2 separate regions of the Mus musculus genome follow, and region 2 is linked to region 1. A link is a contact called in public Hi-C data. All regions are on one chromosome and are shown on one strand. Each heading gives the region's core, a stretch centred on a gene start, on an enhancer-like site or on the middle of the called end of the contact. The rest is flanking DNA. Distances are from core to core; before and after follow the strand shown.

Region 1 (7,320 bases), core at 3,186-5,685:
ACGTTTCCTGATGTCATTGTGCTTTAATAATTGATGCCGTATTTAAATGGTAATACGAAGATGACTTTCATTTTAGTCTTTGAATAACTTTTAGATGTGCAAATGTATCAAACTCCTAGGTTAATATCTGTTACATCTTAGGAAGGCAGTTGTAAGGATTTGTTCATGCAAGTCAAAGGATTGATTTACAAGGCCACCAATTTAAAATGTCTGCTATGGAAGATGGCCTAGTCAGCCATCATTGGGAAGAAAGGCCCCTTGGTCTTGCAAACTTTATATGCCTGTACAGGGGAACGCCAGGGCCAAGAAGTGGGAGTGGGTGGGTAGGGGAATTGTGGGGGGGGGATATGGGGGACTTTTGGGATAGCATTTGAAATGTAAATGAAGAAAATGGGTAATTAAAAAAAAACATCTGCTATGTGGCTCATTCAAGGTGTGTCAAGTGATTCATTTCATCTGTCCCTTTGTAAGCATTCTCCCCTCTGTGATATGTTGTTAGGGTTTCACATACACTACCAGTGACTTTTAGTTGGAACAATTTGTCTCCCCTGGGACATAACCTATTTCTTTGTTCTCTGGATTTCTTGAATGTTCAAGCAATATTGGATATCATGTTTTGTTTTTTTTTTTCCTGCTGTTTTTACAGGATGGAAAAACAGAGCCAAGCTCATGTACCTGTCTGAAGGGGCCCAAACTGTCAGAAATAGGAACAATTGCCTGGATGATCACGCTTTGTGATGCCCTCCACAATTTCATCGACGGCTTGGCGATTGGGGCATCTTGTACTTTGTCTCTTCTTCAGGGGCTCAGTACGTCCATAGCGATCCTGTGTGAGGAGTTTCCTCATGAGTTAGGTGAGCACCTCAGGGCACAGGGCAAGGGGCGGTCGAATGTTAGACTGGGCAGACCCTAATCATACACGGAGATGAATGATCTGTTGTTGGAAGTTTTTTTTTTTTAATTATTATTATTATTATTATTATTATTATTATTATTATTATTATTCCAAAACAGAAGGAGGCACAACTCACTTGATATTCTCTTCTTCCAGGGGACTTTGTGATCTTGCTCAATGCAGGAATGAGCACCCGGCAAGCCTTGCTGTTCAACTTCCTCTCCGCGTGTTCCTGCTACGTGGGACTAGCTTTCGGCATTTTGGTGGGCAACAATTTTGCTCCCAATATTATATTTGCACTCGCTGGAGGCATGTTCCTCTACATTTCTCTGGCAGATATGGTAAGAGATTCAAGTATTTTATTTTGTGTTACTTTGATTTTTACAAATGAGAGCCTGGGTTTCGAGCTGAAGGGCAGCCTTCGGCCTCCCACTGGCTTCAAGGTCTTCAAGGCTGGGGATCCAGACCTTTTCTGGCCCAGCGTCTCTCGCTTTGTGAGTAACCTGTGCTAACAGTAGCTTGGAATGGCTGTCGTTGATTCTTTGATGACTGATCTTATGGATAAAGTAAGCACTTTTAATAGTGGGAGCTACTTTCTAAGGACTCCTTTTAATATGTGATGAATTAAACCCGTCTTCTCTTATAGTAGGCCTGACCCATCAGTTGCATAAGAATGTCACATTTAGAAGAATAAATAACTTGGTAGACGAAATACTTTTTTTATTCAAAGTGATTCACACTGAAAACTTTTGAAGTTAAGCTAAAATATTACACTAAATTAAGTAGAAATTAATATTGGACAATAAATATATATTTGAGTCAGTATTATTTATGTCTGTAGGTTGTGTGTGTGTGTGTGTGTGTGTGTGTGTGTGTGTGTAGAGAAAAATACCCTGTGTGTTTTCAAGCATACCTTGGACAGATTTCTAGAGAATGAAGTGTCAGAGTATAAAAAAGAGTATTTGGGTTATATTTAGAAATTAATGTATTACGTATAATTTAATAACATCTTTCCTTTGGATTACAAGCTCCAAACTGTAAGTGTCTGGCCCAGTTTGCTGTTCATCAAAGACCCTTAAAAAAGGCAGGATTTAGCTCTTAGACCCCCACAGTACTTACATTTTTCTGCCCAGAATTACCTTGCACATTGTCTTTATTCCAGATGGCCATTTCTTCCCATGACACAAAAAAGTTCTATCAAAGTTGGTACCTTTATGGAAGCGATACAGGTGATGTCCTATGTGACATAGTAGTTTCCTCATGTTAGAGATGTCACCAACTTTTTCCCTGTAAGAACTTCACGCCAGTTCTCTGACCTGCCTCTGGAGTCTGAAGATCCCTGGCATGGCTGCATCCAGGGTACCACAGCATTTATAACACATCATGCAATTTGTGTTTCTAAAACAGGACATACATGTCCCCTTGTGTAACCTTTGCAGTGGATGCTGTGGCTGAGAATGAACATTTATTTATTTACTAAAAACACCTAGGATTTTTATCTGTTTTCACTATAATGAAAGTATTATAATCTTCAACACTGGACCAATACACAATTTATTAAAAAATCTTGTCGCTCTGGGAGGAAAGAGCAAGCACAATGGAGAAACCAGAACAGTAAAGAAAGCTACTTCAAAGAACAGGTTCAGTCAGTTACACAAATGTTTTTCCCCTCCAGTCAGCCCGGAAAAATTATGAGATGGGCGGGGAAGCGGTTTCCATAAGTGTTTCTCTCCAGAGGAGCAAAGTCAGAATTTAAGCAAACAAAAATGTCACCATCTAACAAGAAAAAAACCCAACACTTCACCAACTCTGTGGTGGCACAAGGCAGGGTGATTATTAAGTCCAAGATCGTCATTAGTTACATAGTGACATAGTGACATAGTAGGGCAGCCTGGGCTAAGCAAGAAACAACAAAGTAAAACATGGCATACTTAAAAATACTATGAGATAAGAGGAACAATAGCATATCTAATGGGGATGAAGCAGAATATAGTATAGTATAGTATAGTATAGTATAGTATAGTAAGGGCTAACGGAAGTAAACAGAAATGCGTGCCTGAGGGTGAAACCCACCGGGTTGAATTCCTTAAAATTTGAGGTGTAGACAGCTGTATATGGGAAGAGAGTTGAGGAGAGAACGCATCAAGCCAGGTACATTCTATCTGGCTGTGTGACCTTTCGATAGTTTTACCGTGGATGCCGCAGAATACTAGGATTCCTCAATACCTGAAGCAAAACATTGATTGGTACGATCCAGTCCCAAATGAAAGAAATGCTCAGCTCCTGTGCAGAAACCCCAGACGAGCATTTCAGGATTCACCACAAGATGGCGACAGCCATTTAATAATGTGTCTTCTAGTTTCCAGAGATGAACGACATGCTGAGAGAAAAAGTAACTGGAAGACAAACGGATTTCACCTTCTTCATGATCCAGAATGCAGGGATGTTAACCGGCTTCACTGCCATCCTGCTCATCACCTTGTACGCAGGAGACATCGAATTGCAGTAGCCGGAAGTGGAGTATAACGTCAACGCGGGAAGGCATTTAATAACAACACAGAAACATCTCCATAGGGATTTTTGTTTTTTTAAAAGTATATCCTATTTAGTTAAAAGAGATTTTTTTTTTATTATTTTCAACTAAAGGCTAAGGAATCTAATGACTGGTTTCAGATATGTAGAATAGGTGAAATTTGTTGTTAAAATTTTTCCTTAAAAGGTTTTCGGTTTCAGACTGCAAAGGCTGGTGTATGGGGCCTTTGGTAAATACCTGGTTTTCAATATTTTATGCATATTAGAAAATTATCATGAAGCAAACACGTGCATTCACAAGCAGACATACAGATCCAGAGAAAAACACAATCTGGGTCATGTAAGGTTTCAGAACTTGCTTGGGTAAACAACAACAACAACAACAACAACAACAACAACAACAAAAACCTCAAGCGTTTTCAGAGTGGTTTTCTTCCAATTAATGTGTTTGACTGCTTTTAAAGGCAGGTGCATCAAATGAGGAAGAAAATCAAGACAGACAGCTCCAGTGCATGCAGGACCGATCCCAGTGCCTTAACGAACCCCAGAAAGATAGCGCACAGCGTTTGTTCAGCTTTATGTCTCAGTTGGCGACCTGTAGGATTGTTTTGAAAGCTAATACAAAGTAACATGAATTAGGAAAGGATGAAAGGCTTGCTAGCCCAGCAAGGCTTGGGCTCAGGGCTTGGTCCCTGAGTTATAAGCTTGAACACACCCTGCAGAAGACCAGAATTGCTTTGCTATGATTTATGCTGTGGTTCCAGCCAACAGAAATGCCTGAGGAGTATGCGAGACTGGTTAGAACTCAGTCTTGCCATGCTCTGGGATTGCTTTGTCATGGTGGAGAATATGTTGGGTGGGAGAGAGAAATTGAATGTAATTGTGAGCAATTTACTTTTTAAAAGATGAGCATAATTATTTAGCAGGGGGAATTTCAATAAATGCAAAAATCACAGCTGGGCTGGGCTGTGTCAGAGACTGATGGTGGAGGAGGCATGTGCTCATTAGGGGTGATTGACAGTCAGCAGAGACGGCTTCTTTTATGTGCAGTGTGCTTTGTTCCCATATGGTATACCGTTGGATGGAAAACCTCAGCATACTCTTTCTACCTTTCGTAAAACACACAGCTCACTGAGTGTTTGAGCACGTTGTAGACGATCAGTCTGAATTGAACATCCTAATTTCAATTCACACTCCCAAGTAACTTAAAAAAAAGATGATTTGACAGTGATGAGAATTAGTAATAGAAGCCAAGTTATCTCAGGAATTATGTTTTCCTATAAGCCCAAACACATTTTCATGTAATAACAGTGCAGATTTGATAAACTTTAACATATATGTTTATGTGTATTCTCACTTTATGACTGACAATTAAAAAATATTATTTGACCAAACAGTAAAAGCTTTTGAAACCATGTACCGTGTCAGTTATTTTTCTCTTAATATGTCTTTATTTTGAGTGACATCATGTGGCTGGTGTTATGAGAAGAGAGGCAAGTAGAGAACTGATGTTGTATTATTTTAAAAATATCTAGCAAAAAAATCCTACAAAGACTAATTTTTCATTTCAATAAACACAATCTATATTAGTATAACCTTTCGTTTCAGTGCTTAACAATCCTTGCTTTTTAAAAGTATATGCTGTGGGCTGGAGATATGGCTCAGTGGTTAAGAGCACAGACTGCTCTTCCAGAGGTCCTGAGTTCAATTCCCAGTAACTACATGGTGGCTCACATTCATCTGTAATAGGATCTGATGTCTTCTTCTGGTGTGTCTAAAGACAGCTATAGTACATTCATATATATATAAAACATTAAAAAGTACAGATTGTATGTATTTTTAATGAAATGACTTATGGAAGAATATTTTGAAAAGATAGTTTAGTGATTCTCAGTGTACATGCAGATTGACTCTTTGGCCTGCTTTTTGTGGGTCTGGCTCTCCATCCTTTCCCTTTACCATGGAGAATGAAGGACTTTGGGTGACGATGACTTAAAGACAAGAGGCAATTGTTTGTTGGAGGCAGAAGGAAAGTCGGGATGGCATTTACTTTATCCTGATTAACTTTCTTCAAGTGAGCATAATCCTGCCAACATACTTCCTATGGAGCATTTGCCATATAATCTTAGTTTTTTGAAGAAAAAAGGATTTATTTCATTTTGAAGATTACAAACCATCACTGAGGGAAGTTAGAACTGGTACTCAGGTAGGAACTCAAACAAAACACGTGGAGGGACATCGCTTACTTTCTCTTTTCCTGGCTTGTTTGGCTCACTTTGGTAGCAGCTCTCTAGTTAGACTTGTTTACTCAGCAAGATGGAAATCATGCCTACTATGGCAAACTTAGCTAGCCACTGAGTAGTGGATATTGGAGGAGAACCTACAACCACCATTTTATTAAGACAGCATAATCATTAGATTTTAGAGATGCTACCAGAATAAATAAAAAATACTGTATATTACTCATTGCTAAACTTTAAAGAATATGTATTAATTCCTGGCACTTATTGGGTACTGTAGAAGATCCTGTTACCATGGTAATGCTGTGTCACAAAGCACCTTAGGAAACTGAAGCTCACAAAGTGGGTGAGCTTCCACTAGAGGTGCTGATGGGTAGCCAGCTGATAGAGCCATGGTACTAGGGTGTGGCTCCCATTGTGGCTGGAACTGCAAATTCATGTGGAAGAGATAATAGATGCCTAAGTCCACTTATGGGTAAAGTGTAAACAGGTTCAATCAGTCTTAAGCAGTTTTTATAAAGTATCTGTTATTTTTCCTGAATGAAGATACCTGACATTAATGATAATTCATCAAAAGTCTCTAGAGGTATCTCCCTCTTCTAATATCTAAATAATAACCAAAATCTGTTTAATGAAAATAGTTCCTTTCCTTTACCTGTACAAGTTGGGATGTGTGGCTGTGTCATGGCTCAGAGCTAGTGAGGATAACTCAGGTTTACTTAGCTGCCAGTTGCTCATCTGTCCTGGTTTCTTGCCGCAGCAGCAGTGGAATGTAGCCAATGTGTGAGCTCAGTGTTGGGCATCTCTGGAGGCTATGTATGGTCATAATGATTTCTAGATGTTCAGCGAGACTCTAGGCACTATTGGGCATTTCTGGTTTCCTACATTTAAATGGCCTGCTTCTCCTAACTCTTCTCAGCATTATCTTCCTTTAGGTCTCCTTTTGATTTTAGCAGGAAGTTACCATGATTTCCAGACAATTTCTGTGTTAGGAAAGATCTGTTGCCGTACAAGAGATTCTCAAATGATCCTCTTGGCTACGATACCACAGATCATTCTTAATGGATACTTGGTTTTCTTTCTACACCACTGGTCGCAATTCCCGTGGTTGGTTTTCTGTCAGCTTCCTTTCCATGTTAAGGATGCGCAAAGCATGTTCTCATGTCCATTCGGTTTCCTAGTTGAAAACTCTAAATTTCTCTGTGCCTTCAGAACCAGAGACTCTGCTAATAAAATTAAAGTGAAAGAAACTGGATAAACTAGAAACTCCAAATATCATTCTGTTAATTACAAGGCATATTCCCTCCCACCACATTTTAATAGTTTCTAATGGCGTCTACAGGTGAGAAGAACATGATATTATGAAGGTGGCTCTTAGATGTTGTAAGAAAATGGTCGAATCTCCATGATGAGGGTTTGATGTATAAGAACTAAGAGGTCTTCTCTTAGTTTGATAGAAGAGCTGTGAGCTGCAACATGGGGCCCATGGGGCCCAATAGCTCTAGGAACCGAGTCTATTACTATTTGTCTACTGTGCTGACAAATGAAAGTCTCAGATAGACTGTGGCTCTCACTTCCAAGATGCTTCATATCTTAAGATGTCTCCTGGAGATCTGGCTTTGAACTCTTAACTCCACATAGCAGGAAGGAGGA
Region 2 (7,320 bases), core at 3,477-5,976, 890 kb after region 1:
CCTTAACTTCACACACCTCTGCTTCCCAGAGGCTCTTAAGTCTTAAGCAGAGTAGGACTCTTCCTGTTGATTTCAGGAATCAGTGTCGGAAGAGTAAACCAGTTACGCATTTTCTTGTTTGTTTTGTTTTGCTTTGTTTTTTTAAATTGAGTGGAGAAATTTGAATTTTACTCAGATCTAAGCAAAAGAACCATGAGTTTACTAGTGGCAGGAAAGGACGTACAGACCTTTAGCAAAACTCATGGGAACAAATTAGTAGTAAGATGGTCTTTCATTGCCTTTAGATTGCTTACATGATTTATGAGATGTGGTTTTTAACCCAGCTTCAAAATGTTACGTATTTTCCTCTCACCAATCGATTGATCAATCGAGTGGTCAGCCTACATGTCTTCCTTCCTTCCTTCCTTCCTTCCTTCCTTCCTTCCTTCCTTCCTTCCTTCCTTCCTTCCTCCCTCCCTCCCTCCCTCCCTTCCTCTTTCCTATCTTCCTTCTTCCTTTTTTCTTTTTCTTTTTAAAATTTCTCCTTCTCCTTCCTCTTGCTCTCCTTTTTCTCTTCTTCCTCTTCCTCCTCTTCCTCCAACTTCTTTTATCTTTTCTATTTTTTGAGCCAGGGTCTCACCATGTAATCTAGGTTGGCAAGGGGACCTTGTGTAGGCCAGGCTTAAGGCTAACATCATCAGGAAGCTCTGACATAAACAAAGTCGGGCTCCTGGGATCAATTCCAGGACATTTTGAATGAGCCTCTCACCTACCCATTTCCTCTTACCCTACTGGGTCTCTTCATCCCACCCACCTGAAGGTGTTCTTGCGTCTGTCTTCATCACTGGCCTCCCCTGTTATTTTGGCACATGTTTTACTGGGCTGATGGTGAGCTGCACTTTCCACTGTTCCGCATGAGATTTTTTTTTTCCGTTGCTTTCTCTAAATCAATTGTTTCCAGAAATGAATTTAAACTGAGCAGTTACTATTGGGTTTTCCTGATGTTTGTGAGAAGTTGCCCTTATACTATCACGCACTATGACAAAACTTGGGTGTAACTTTTTTTTTAATCAAGGGGGGGAAATTCAACAATTCAACAGTGACAAGGGAGTAGGTGCTTCAGCTTTTCCATAGTTCATTTCCAAACTTTATTTTTCCAAAAGGAAAAAACAAAGAGTAATTTAATAACATAGTGCAGGTTTTTCCTTAGTTAACATAAACTAAGTTATCTTAGATAATAAAAATGAAGTTACTGTTTGAACTATTATTTGCTTTTGTGGGATCTGTGAGAGCAAGACCTTATTTTTTTGAGTTATTGGTCATTTCTCTATTCCTTATGAAAAAGCAAACATGAATATATTTTTACAACTCTGCCACACTCTCTTCTCCCTCACCTTTTCTTTGTTTTCTAGAATTTTCTGCATTCCTCCTTTGTCATCTGTTTCTCTTTGCTCTTTTTTCCTTCTGTCGAGTTTATTAAGAATCTGTTCTATTCCAGTCTAATTGTGACCCACAAGCTGTGGGAGGAGAGGGGCGTATAACGACCCATTGTACTTCCTCTTGTGTTGACAAGTCATTGGCTCATTCTCAGGCCCTTGAGTCTCACTCAGGACCCCTGGCTGAGTGTTCTCTCATGCAGAATGTAGGTGAGGTTTAACTTACATGTGTTAGACTTTTGATTCTTTTTTAAAACTTCACACAGTTGCTTTTATGCAATGTCCATTGTGTACAGGTGACTGTGATGATGATACTCAGTATTGATCTCAATCGCGTTGCCAGGGTTACCCATGGAGATGTTAAACAGGACACGACGGTCTGTCACAACTGAATACACGATACCTCTGTGTATCTATTACTTTGAAAATGGAAGGGCCTCTTCCTTCTCCCTCCAGACTAGGGACGAGAGACAATGTATGACTCGAGGTTAAGTTTTCCCATTAAGGGACAGTCTGTGGCCTGAGTCTTTTCCTGCTAATTTAAATAGTAGGCCATGCTGGTGCTCTCATTCATCATGTAAACAGAACTATATTTGATAGTCTCAAAATTGAACATGCTTTTGAAAGCTCTTTAGAGTGCCAATTTATTTAAGAGAGTAGGCAGTTTAGCATGGCATGACATGTGGAATTGAGTCGACATACCTGGGTGCACACCTAAACTCTGTTACTTAACGGCAGCGGGGAACTGTCAGTGCTGTTTAACTTCCCTTTCGTAGCCTGACAGATGGCTCAGTAGTGTTTCCGAATGTGAAGTCGTGTGTAGCGATCTGCAGGTAATGGCGTGAAATGTCTTTCCCTTGGAGCTTCCTCTTCATCCCTTTGCAACTAAGAATTTCGCTTATGAAGCTGTGGCATTCTTAGACTAGATACTCTTTCTTGGTCTGGATGTTCAGTACCTTTTCTGTTGGTCAGCTCAGGAAGTTGTTAATGCAGAGTTCTGAGTTGTCCCCTCTTGGGTGGAGATTGCCTTGCTCAGCCCCTTTACTGCTCCTGTGGAGCCTTAGTGATGCAGCTTTGGATGGATCACATTTCAGCTTTATAATTTTGCTAAGTGGCATTTTTTGTTGTTGTTGTTACAGTCTATTAGAGTGCATGGCACTAAGTATTTTAGACTGGATTCCGAATACAAGGATTCTCTTTGTGAAAATTGCATAAGCTTCATCTAATTAGGAATTTACAAAACATAAAAATAACTGAAGTGAGTTTGTTTCGGTTAGAAGTAACATTGGCGTTGGAATGGTGACCAAACTTTACTCCCAAGCATTCAGAGCTGAGCCTTCATTTCCTTTCCTATAGTTTGCCATTCTCTGCCAGGGAAAAGAAAAATTGCTTAAACCATAGCTAATTAAGAAAACATTATTTTGCTTAATAGATGGCTGGGAGGTAAAGGGTGGAGAAGAAAATATGGGAAAACATTTTTGATTCCTTTTCAAGAATTAACAATGAAGGATTTTTGAGAAAGAAATATAATGAATAAAAATCAGTCTGTTATTAACAGGGTGTGAAGTGTGTATATATATATGTGTGTGTATACATATATGTATATATATACACACATATATGCATGTATATACATATATATGCATATATGTGTGTATATATGTATGTATTTCTTCCCTCTCTCTGTCTTTCTCTGCGAGCACACATGCGTGTGTTTGTGGGTGTGTATGTGTGTATGCACACGCTCACACACATGTCCTCAAACTCATGTGCATTGCATTTCTGAGTGCAGGAGCACATGAATCAAGCTGTGATCATATAGTCAGAAGACACCTCAGGTGTCAGTCTTTCCTGCCAAAATGACTGAGGCTGAGTCTCCTGGTTGCTACTTCCTGTGTATGCTACACTAGCTGGCTAGTGACCTTGTGTTCTTCTGTCTTCTCCTGTCTTCTCCCAGGGCTACTGAGATTAGAGACACATGTTACTGTAGTCAACTTTTATATGGGTTTTGGGGAATTCATTTCAGTTACTCATGATAACACTACAAACCCTTAAGCTACTTACGGTACCTCCTCAGCCATTATTTCTGCATATTCACATTTCTCAAGTCAATATTCTTTTAGAGTTTGATTATGTTTTTCTCATTTACTTAAATATTTTTGTTTTGTTTTGTTTTTTGTTTTTGTTTTTGGAAACTGTTCAGACACAAATTCTCTTTCTGGCTTGAGAACTGATAAATGTAACCGCACAGTTCTTTGAGGCTGTTTATACTGTTAGCTGAAGACATTATTATTTCTATATCACATTTGGTTAAATGACTTCCTATCTGTCAGCCTCACCTCACTCAAATCAACACCAGGAAAAACAGTATGGTTGAAGATGGGCATGTGTCCACTCAGGGTGTCGCCAGTGTCAATCTTTGGGTTTCTGTGTTATTAGAGCTTATCAGATGAAACTTTTGTAGCTTTAGACTTGTTCTCTACTTTTGTTTCGTTTTGCTTTTACAAAGGGATCTTACAGGTGATTTTAGTAGTGAGTCCTGCCAGTGAACCTTTGGAAAGTGACATCCCAGAATGCAGCAGTCCAAGAACAAGAGGCAGCACTCATAACCTTGTATCACCTTGCTATGGCGGTGTAGGATTCTTCAGTTTGACTTCAAGTTCTGTTTACCTAAACAGTTAGGACAGGGACAAGATCTCCCCCTCAACCCTCAGGGTCCAAGTCTCTGCCTGAGTGCAGGACACCTCTGGATATTGACCTGTGATGATTCTTGATAGGGTTACTTTCGAATTACAGCACAGGTTAACACCACTTTTTTTTTTCTTTTTTTCTTTTTTTTTTTCTTTTTGGTCTCCATTTGGTCTCATTTTATCAGCAATCATAATTGATAGCTAGTAGCAACCATTTTCATGAGCACTTAATGTATGCCAGGTGTTTTAAGATGATACATGATATGCATTCTTGTTCAGTTGTCACAAGATCTTTATGCTATCATACTCCCTATTTTGCAGATAAGGAAAGTTTTGCAATTCAGATGAATTATATATCTACAAGGAGATTAGAACTCCAGTTCTGGGTGTCTTGGAACCATAAGAGAAACATTCTTATGTAGCCCAGTCTTCTTAATACAAGACCCTAAAATTTAGAGGAAATCTTTTACTGGTGAGAAGGCCCCTGTAATTAATGGAACTCTAAGGCGACTGACTGATGATCTTTGCTTTCTCTAGTTTGGATGTAGATGTTGGCCTGGTCCCCTGAGCACAGATGGAGAATGCAGGAAAGACAGGATGGGGCTTGTGGCTCATTATCAAGGTCAAAATCCAAAGGTATTCTTTCCATTGCTTTTGGATTTTCTTCGTTTTGAGTTAACCTTGGAGAGATTCATGCAACTACCTCTGACTGCCTTCTGTTTACTGGCAGCGTGTGGGTTTTTCAACTCATGCCTGGAGGTTATGTCCTGGATCAACAGGAGTTGAGTGACCTTACATGTAATATAAATTCATTTTCTTAAGCTATGAAATATTGAACATTGCTACTTTTCATGTGAAAACATTGCACAAATATAAAGCATGCATGAACATTTTCCTAATGGCGAATGGTACTGAAGTTGGAAATCTTGTCATCGTAAAGTGGGCTTTGATCCTCCTGCCCATCTGCAGCAGCACTAAGTTAGGACAGCAAATTAGTGTGAAGAAAAATCAAAGATTAAGTATTTATATTATGTGATATTAAGTTGTTACGGTTTTAAAGATTCCACATACTACTCTATACCTTCAGACCATATTAACTTAAATCAGTATAGCATGGCTGCCATCATTTTCTGCTAAATAGGCAACATTTATTGTATACAGTAAGTGATGTTATGGTTTTTTAGTGTGTGTGTGTTAAGGGAATCAAACCCAGCATCTCACATATGCCAAGCAAGTGTTCTATCATTAAGCCAAATCCCTATTTACTGCATGACAATGTAGTATGTGGGTGAATATGCAGAAATGGGAAATGAGCAGACTTTTTAAACTGCTTTAAATTGATAGACAAATACATCATATTAGTTTAACAAACTAGTATGTTGGTGATTTCGTGAAAATTCTCAGATCAGTTTTTCTGATCCTAGTACTAAATATTCACGATAACATGAACTAGCATTTTTGTCAATATAGTTGGTTAATTTGTATGTAATAGAATTTCTTAAAACACACTGTAAATGGGTATAATTTAGACTGACTTTTATGAGAATAAATTTGGGAAATTTGACCATATTTATCTCCTTCCAACATAGTCCTAAGATGCACTTCATCTCTGCAAATTTCTTTAAAAACATGCTACAGTTAATAAACATGCTACTCATGTTTAACACATGTTATTGAATGCATTCTTCTAGAACATTTTTTTGTTTATTCATATCATGTTTTTATATTTTAAAAGTGGATTAGCACTGTAGTCGAGAAATTTGTGTCTTTATGTAAAATCTGGCCTTTTTGGAAGGTTCAACACTCATCAGTCAATTTTGTTCTCTCTCCTCTCTAGCGCTCCTTCTCCCACCCAGGGTGTGTGTGTGTGTGTGTGTGTGTGTGTGTGTGTGTGTGTGTGTGCGCATGCACACGCATTCTGCCTTGGAGCACTCCTTTGAGGTCACAATACACACAGCATGATTTTCTTATTTGCTAATGAAGATGGATAATAATATTGATTAGCCACAATTAGGAATCATTTTTAGCGCTGGTTGCTAAAGACACATTCTTTGCTTTAAAGCAGTTTGATGGTACAAAAATTTATACAATGCTTAAGTCTTATTGAGATGTAAATGTGCCAAGTGTCATGAGAACTTTTAAGCAAACAATAAACTTCTGGCATCCAGAGCAAATGGAACTGGTGGGAATTCACTGAAGCACAAGCAAAACAAATACTAGAAAGCCTATGTCCTTAAAGTCAAGCCCATTCTTTATACCAAGTGCTCACTGAGCACTTGTTTCAAGTCTGCCTTCATGGCATCCTTTCACCATCTCTGGAAAAATAGAATTCCATTTCCCCTTCACAGGTTGTGGAAACAGGTTTCATAAGGGTTTTCTCAAGGACACAGGCTTAGCCAGCCAAAATGGGAGAGCAGCAATTACATAATTCAGAAATAATAACCACTATACCTCACTGCATTTAGAGCTTGGATTCTGCTCCATATTGCTCAAAATTGTCAACAACAGGTTGCCTAAAAAGCTTTTAAGGAATAAGTCTAAGAGAGATGCACTTTAACAGAATTACAGGCCAGTGTGTGAGGTAGCAGCTAGCAGAGACAGAACGTACTGGATCTGCAGTAGACACCAGGCCAGGTGGAACCATTCTGAAGGACCCACTTACCCATCAAATCACAAAAGAAAACAAAACGTTGGTATCGTTTGCAAGCCGAGTAACAAACCCGTTATTGATTATGATATGTAACATCCTATGTGTTGCTTTTCTCGACTCGGTGCCAGCACTTAGGAAAATAAGCGCCAAGTTAACTGTTGATGGAGAGAACTGCATGCTGGGTAGATGCTGTTGCCTTTAGAGAATCTCACCACGAAGTGGGAGAGGCGTGAGACAATCATCCGCAAACGATCTGGAAAGTTCTGTGCCCGCCACTGTGGAAGGAGCAGTGAAGTCTGATAAAGGAAAGGACATTTTTTTGAGGAAAGCTGGAAGCTAAGAATGATCTTCAGGCCACTCTTAAGTCCCAGTTGACCTACATCTACGCCACATTAGTTGTAAAGAGGTGGCAGAGCAGGAGTTCAGAGCTCATCATCTGAAACGGTGATCGCTCTGGAAGTCCTTCCTTTCTCTTACTGCCTATGCAAACTTGCAAACATCACTTCATCTCATATGTAAGAAAAGTAGAAAAGTGGTACCTATCCCTCATGCTCACAATCTGCCA

Evidence for each region. A called contact is a pair of places that touch in the nucleus more often than the background predicts.
Region 2: a Hi-C map of cerebellar granule neurons shows a contact between it and region 1, with 3 times the contacts expected there. The contact joins two enhancer-like sites. A contact is called at or near these places in 1 of 15 datasets of contacts at CTCF or cohesin (large pre-B cells), 2 of 484 Hi-C or Micro-C datasets (cerebellar granule neurons and cerebellum), 1 of 115 datasets of contacts at active chromatin or transcription factors (embryonic basal ganglia) and 1 of 9 other capture datasets (embryonic stem cells).

Annotation. Positions count from the first base shown.
Region 1 is chr3:135,883,551-135,890,870 of GRCm38.p6, forward strand. Slc39a8 (solute carrier family 39 (metal ion transporter), member 8) reads left to right here. Exons shown (of 9, transcript NM_001135149.1): 7 at 647-854; 8 at 1,052-1,236; 9 at 3,255-5,022. The coding sequence ends at 3,404. Among named protein-coding and RNA genes, the nearest start is that of Gm31243, 15 kb to the right of the region's middle. Within about 2 kb of position 4,436, at least 34 of the 459 cell types and tissues checked have an H3K27ac peak or open chromatin away from gene starts, as enhancers often do. A contact at or near this core is called in cerebellar granule neurons, where this site is marked.
Region 2 is chr3:136,775,820-136,783,139 of GRCm38.p6, forward strand. All of the region lies in intron 1 of Ppp3ca (protein phosphatase 3, catalytic subunit, alpha isoform), which reads left to right. Among named protein-coding and RNA genes, the nearest start is that of Ppp3ca, 110 kb to the left of the region's middle. Within about 2 kb of position 4,727, at least 4 of the 459 cell types and tissues checked have an H3K27ac peak or open chromatin away from gene starts, as enhancers often do. A contact at or near this core is called in cerebellar granule neurons, where this site is marked.